2 separate regions of the Mus musculus genome follow, and region 2 is linked to region 1. A link is a contact called in public HiChIP or PLAC-seq data. All regions are on one chromosome and are shown on one strand. The core of a region is the stretch at or near the end of the contact, and the rest is flanking DNA. Distances in the headings are between cores, read along the strand shown. Region 1 overlaps Vwa3b (von Willebrand factor A domain containing 3B). Region 2 overlaps Vwa3b (von Willebrand factor A domain containing 3B).

What was found. HiChIP or PLAC-seq counts read pairs in DNA pulled down with a chosen protein or histone mark.
Region 2: an H3K27ac HiChIP or PLAC-seq map of embryonic stem cells shows a contact between it and region 1, with 13 read pairs. The contact joins two enhancer-like sites. A contact is called at or near these places in 7 of 484 Hi-C or Micro-C datasets (8-cell embryo, Th1 cells, embryonic stem cells and 2 more), 3 of 115 datasets of contacts at active chromatin or transcription factors (all in embryonic stem cells) and 2 of 9 other capture datasets (adipose tissue and pancreatic islet).

What each region holds. Positions count from the first base shown.
Region 1 is chr1:37,041,568-37,044,267 of GRCm38.p6, forward strand. Vwa3b (von Willebrand factor A domain containing 3B) reads left to right here. Exons shown (of 28, transcript NM_001370828.1): 3 at 728-822. Gm39626 (a long non-coding RNA gene) reads right to left here. Exons shown (of 3, transcript XR_865352.2): 2 at 1,306-1,489; 3 at 1,000-1,167. Among named protein-coding and RNA genes, the nearest start is that of Gm39626, 3.4 kb to the right of the region's middle. Within about 2 kb of position 1,409, at least 26 of the 459 cell types and tissues checked have an H3K27ac peak or open chromatin away from gene starts, as enhancers often do. A contact at or near this core is called in embryonic stem cells, where this site is marked.
Region 2 is chr1:37,128,765-37,131,498 of GRCm38.p6, forward strand. It overlaps Vwa3b (von Willebrand factor A domain containing 3B), which reads left to right. Exons shown (of 28, transcript NM_001370828.1): 14 at 120-296. Among named protein-coding and RNA genes, the nearest start is that of Gm37020, 20 kb to the right of the region's middle. Within about 2 kb of position 1,442, at least 11 of the 459 cell types and tissues checked have an H3K27ac peak or open chromatin away from gene starts, as enhancers often do. A contact at or near this core is called in embryonic stem cells, where this site is marked.

The DNA of each region.
Region 1 (2,700 bases), core at 159-2,658:
TGTGTGGTGTGGTGTGCATGTGTAGTGTTCATGCTCGTGTGGGGTCGGTCAGGTGTGCTTACGTGTGTGCGTGTGGACGCCCATATTTTTGGTTTATTGAGATGACCTCATATGCATTTAACCCAGGCTGGCTTTGAACTCCTCATCCTCCTGCTTCTACTTCCCAGGTATTGGGATTAAAATGGTGACTAACATGCGTGCCCATTTTTTCCCCCCAAGTTATGTAAATTAAGTCCAAACCTTCAGTAAGACTCGAGGTGTTAAGCACGGTTTTTATTTATTTATTTATTTATTTATTTGCTTATTTATTTATTTATTATTATTTTATTTTATTTTTTCGAGACAGGGTTTCTCTGTATAGCCCTGGCTGTCCTGGAACCTACTTTGTAGACCAGGCTAGCCTCGAACTCAGAAACCCACCGGCCTCTGCCTCCCAAGTGCTGGATTAAAGGCGTGTGCCACCACCACCTGGCAGCACGGTTTTCATGCTGTGATTTTGAACTTTGCCTCAATTGTTCTAGCTAAAAGAAGCAGGAAATGAACTCCACCCCACCCCACATGATTTCCAAGACTTCTGCATGTCATAAGCACTTATGTTTATCATAGTTCCTGAGAGACCTTATGACTTAGGACAGAATACAAAGCATTACAAATTATTGAGGAAAATGTTTAAAAACAAGAGAGTCTTTGCTGATACGCCGTTTTGATTGTCTTTATACAAATACAGATTATGTGACTTCTTTGAGGAGACTCGTGGCTTCTCGGTATGCTGATGGCCTGTTCCCACAGATCTACACAGCAGAAGATGGCAGACTATACAACGTGAGTCACAGGTCCCTCAGTCCCACGGAAAGAGGCTGCGGCCACATTAAGATCTCAGGGGCTAAGTGGTGGAGATACACGCCTTTAATTCCAGCACTCAGGAGGCAGAGGCAGGGGAATCTCTAAGTTCGAGGCCAGCTTGGTGTACAGAGTAAGTTCCAGGACAGCTAAGGCTACAAAGAGAAACCCTGTCTTGAAAAAGAAAAAGAAACAAATAAACAAACAAACCCTCCACCAAGAAACAACAAAAGATCCCAGGGGCCAGAGGGATTCCCATTTCCTGTTTTCTTTGGGCAGTGGCTTAACGATGAAGTTATTGAGCAGCTGGGGAAGGAAGCCCAGAGCCTGAAAGAGAAGAGTACCGAGAGCTCTCGCTCAGAAGAAAACCCTTTATGTACTGTATTTTGAAAATGACGGTGAAAAAAAGTCAGTATGAGAGTAATCTCCAGAGTCACCCAAGAGACAAATGGAGGCTGTTCTTACCTGCCGGAGCCAGATTGGACGAGGGGCCAGCGCTGGCAGGCGGAGAGCTCACTCACGTCAGGCTAGGACCCACAACTGAAGTCTGAAGTCTTGTTGGAGACACACCTCTGAGAGCCACTGGGACTATTATTTCCTTGGAATCTGTAGGAGGCGCTCCCAGGAGCCCTGTGTTAGTCAAGATTGTCTAAAGAAAGAGGATTAGTAGAAAGAACATATCTATTGAAAGGGGATTTATTACAGTGGCTCACAAACTGTGCTTCAGCTAGCCCAACAATGACTACCTCCCGTTGGAAAGGCCAAGAATTCCTAGTAGTTCAGCCCAGGAGACTGGGTGCCCAGGTCTGGTGCTAGAGTATCGGAGGATTCCTAGAGGATGCTGGTCTTCAGCCTACATTGTACCCCTGAAGGAGTAGGCGCTAACACCAGCAAAGGAATGCCTCAGCAACAGGGTAATGAACTTGCCAGTGAGAGTGAGGGCAAGCAAGCAAAAAGAAAAAGCTTCCTTCTTTATGTCCATTCATGTGGGCTGCCTCCAGAAGGTGTGGCCCAGATTTAGGGCGGGTCTTCCCATCTCAAAGGATCCAATCAAGAAAATCCCTCACAGGAATGCTAAGGGACTTGTTTTCAGCTGATTTCAGAAGTGGTCAAGTAGACAACTAGTATCCATCACAATCCTCAACAGATACTTGGCAGAACACAGCATTTGCATTAAAACCCATTCAATTCTATATGTTATCGCTAGATGATTTATAATACCCAACACAGTATAAATGCTGTGTGAATACATCTTATATCATATTGGATAGGAAATAATAACAATAAATAACCTGTTCATAGTCAGTATCCATGCAGTTCATTTTTAGATATTTTCTACCCTAGGTTGGTTGAATTTGAGAATATAGGCCCTGTGGATAGAGAGGGCCGACTGTTTTTAATAATTTAAAATTGGACCTCTGGGTTTGGTGAACTAGAACTGTTTTAAACTGGTCCACATTAAAATCACCACAGAGCAGAGGTGTCTTTGCCCACATAAACCCACCGCCACACCCCCTGAGATCTTTCTGTGACTTTTCCTAGGTCTACAGGAATGGGAACAACCACCTGCTTAACCCCAGAAAGGGTCCGTTGAATCTAGCCCACGGAACCAGAGTTTATAGGGTTTACTCAAAAGGGTACAAGGGACTCAATGGCAATTGCATCATTGGGAAAAAGCCGCACAACACAGTTTCATGCCAAGGGCCCTGAAAGCTGAGGTCTTCAGAGAAGCCATGAGGTATGGCAGGGGCTGGGGCATGGCTCAGTGGACAAGCACTTGTTGAGCATGCGCAAAGTCCCAGGTTCCATCCCTGGCGCCACGATGCTGCAGAGAAATGGTGCTGGCCTTTGAGGAGTAGA
Region 2 (2,734 bases), core at 192-2,691, 87 kb after region 1:
GTTGTATTACTGCTTTTGTGCATAGGTGTTTGTCTGCATGTATGTCTGTTTGCCACATGCATGCCTGATACGTATGGGGGCCAGAAGAGGGCTTCAAATTCTCCTTGTTATCTTTTCAGCCACCAGAAATGGTGATGGACCACGTCAAACTCTTTCAGAACATCCCCATCTGTGCCATCTCCTTCAGTTACAACGATGAGGTTGCGAACGAGTTCTTGAAGGAGCTTGCTGCCTTGACCGGAGGCGAGTTCCGAGCTTATAACTTTGGCTGCAAGGATCCCATTCAGGATACTCAGGTGGGAACTTGGCACACTGAGGAAATGGTTCACTCATTCATTCATTCGTTCGTGCATTCATTCATTAGAGTGTTACGAGTCTCAAAGATCAGCTCCTGAGCTGGGAGAACTGCAGCCATACACAAAACTAAGCAAAGCAGCTGGTGCAGTAATGATGCCCCAAGGTTGGTCCAAATGTGGCCTGAGGATCTCAGAACTTGTGACAATGTGAGCCTGGATCAAGGTCACAGGTACAAGCCAGGAACTCCTATCATGGCTAATGGCCCAAGGATCTTAGTAAGTTTTGTTGTGATCTTCTTCATTTTCCTCTTCCACCTCCTCCTCAGTTGTTGCTTTTGTGTGTAGGTGTTTGTTTGCGTGTATGTCTACGTGCAATATGCTTGTGCCTATGGGGGTCAGAAGAGTGCCTCAAATGCCTTGGAGTTACAGATGGTTAGCACCACAGGGCTGTTAAGAATAGACCCTGGTGCAAGGCAGAGGCAGGCAGATTTCTAAGTTCGAGGCCAGCCTGGTCTACAAAGTGAGTTCCAGGACAGCCAGGGCTACACAGAGAAACCCTGTCTTGAAACAAAAACAAAAACAAAAACAAAAACAACAAACAAAACAAAGCAAGAATAGAACCTGGGTCCTTTGCAAGAACAGCCAGCGCTCTTTAACCACTGGGCCATGTCTCCAGACCACACGTATACTGGCCTTTAACTAGCTACCTCTTAACTTCTCAAGGAATGCAACTATGTGACCATCTGATAAAATAATTCACACTGATGGGGAAAGGGGACAGAGTAACTGAAAGTATTCCCTGACCCTCTAGCCCTGGCCTGAGGATGTGATTTCAATGTTTGCCAGGTTTTTAAGGCTCCTGCTTGAGGTTCAGTTAAGGCGTGGAGACATCTGTATAGTTTAAAGGCATTGGGATTTTAATTTTTATTTATTTATTTTTTTTGCTGACTCAGTCTCTCAGCTAGTGTCCAATTCTCCGCCATTTCATCTCTCCACATGGTTCCTCAGAGCCGGACTCCAGCTCTGCTCAACTCCAGCCGAGCCTCCATTCTTCTTCCTCCTGTTTCCCTCAGCATCTCTGCCTGCCTGGAAGTCCTGCAGTACTTCCTGCCTCAGCTCCAGCTTCCAGCTGTTTATTATTCTAAAAGCCACACCCCTTACTCTGGGGTAGGCTGAGGAAGGTCACCTTCCCTTAGGGCAGCTTGGCTTCCTTGTAAAGGCAGGTGAGGAAGTGAATATTACACACCCCCTTAACCAGGCATTGCAGCTTCAAAGAACAATTGAAAACCCAAGGACAGAACATGCAACATTTGTGGGTCATCAACTCAGGGAGCTCTTCTGTAGGAAACCGTGCTTACTGCTCATTCTCCTCCGTTTTTTTTTTTTTTTTTTTTTTTTGGTTTTTCGAGACAGGGTTTCTCTGTATAGCCTTGACTGTCCTGGAACTCACTCCGTAGACCAGGCTGGCCTCGAACTCAGAAATCTGCCTGTCTCTGCCTCCCAAGTGCTGGGATTAAAGGCATGCGCCACCACTGCCCGGCCGTCATTCTCCTTCTTGTATGTAGAGACCTAGAACTGTTATCAGGACAAATCAGAGATATGAACAACTCTTGGTCTGAGGAGACTACCCTCTGAGAACCGAACCAGACAAAAGGACCTCAGGGGACTGTGCTCTGAGATCACCCTATACTAATGACAACAACCTGGTGGGGAAAGAGCTGCAGACCCTGTTGGAACAGTTGCAGGAGTTCCCATGCACAGCAAACCTGCCGACTTTTAGACAGAGGTTCAAAACAATTCCAAGAGGGAAAGACCACCTTTTCAACAAATAATTGGAACAACTGACAGTCCTCAGGCAAAACCCCAGTCTAAGTGCTGATCTTCACACACAGAGAGCACGCATGCGCAAAGTAAATCACAGGCTCCAATATATAAATTATAACAAATTATATAATATTTGTTTCCCTGTCAGCTACTCAGAGGATGAAATACAATGAAATAAACCCTGGCTTATTTTATATTATGTACTTTCTAATGTATTATCACAGTAACAGAAAGTAAACTAGAATAGCTAGCCTGGGAACTTTAATGAGACCCTGTCATAAACTTAAAGTGGGGCTGGGATATATAAGTTGGTGGTAGAGTAGTGGCCTAGCATGTAGAGTACCCAGGGTTCAAACCCCAGGGCTATAAAAACAAACAAAAAGTGTCCATCTAGAAAACCTGGGAAACACATCAGACATTCCACTGAGGAGGCCCAACAGAAGTGGGAAAGAAGCCAGGCCAGGAGGCCAGATGCCACCAGCACAGGCCAGGAGGCCAGATCCCACCAGCACAGGCCAGGAGGCCAGATCCCACCAGCACAGGCCAGGAGGCCAGATCCCACCAACACAGGCCAGGAGGCCAGATCCCACCAGCACAGGCCAGGAGGCCAGATC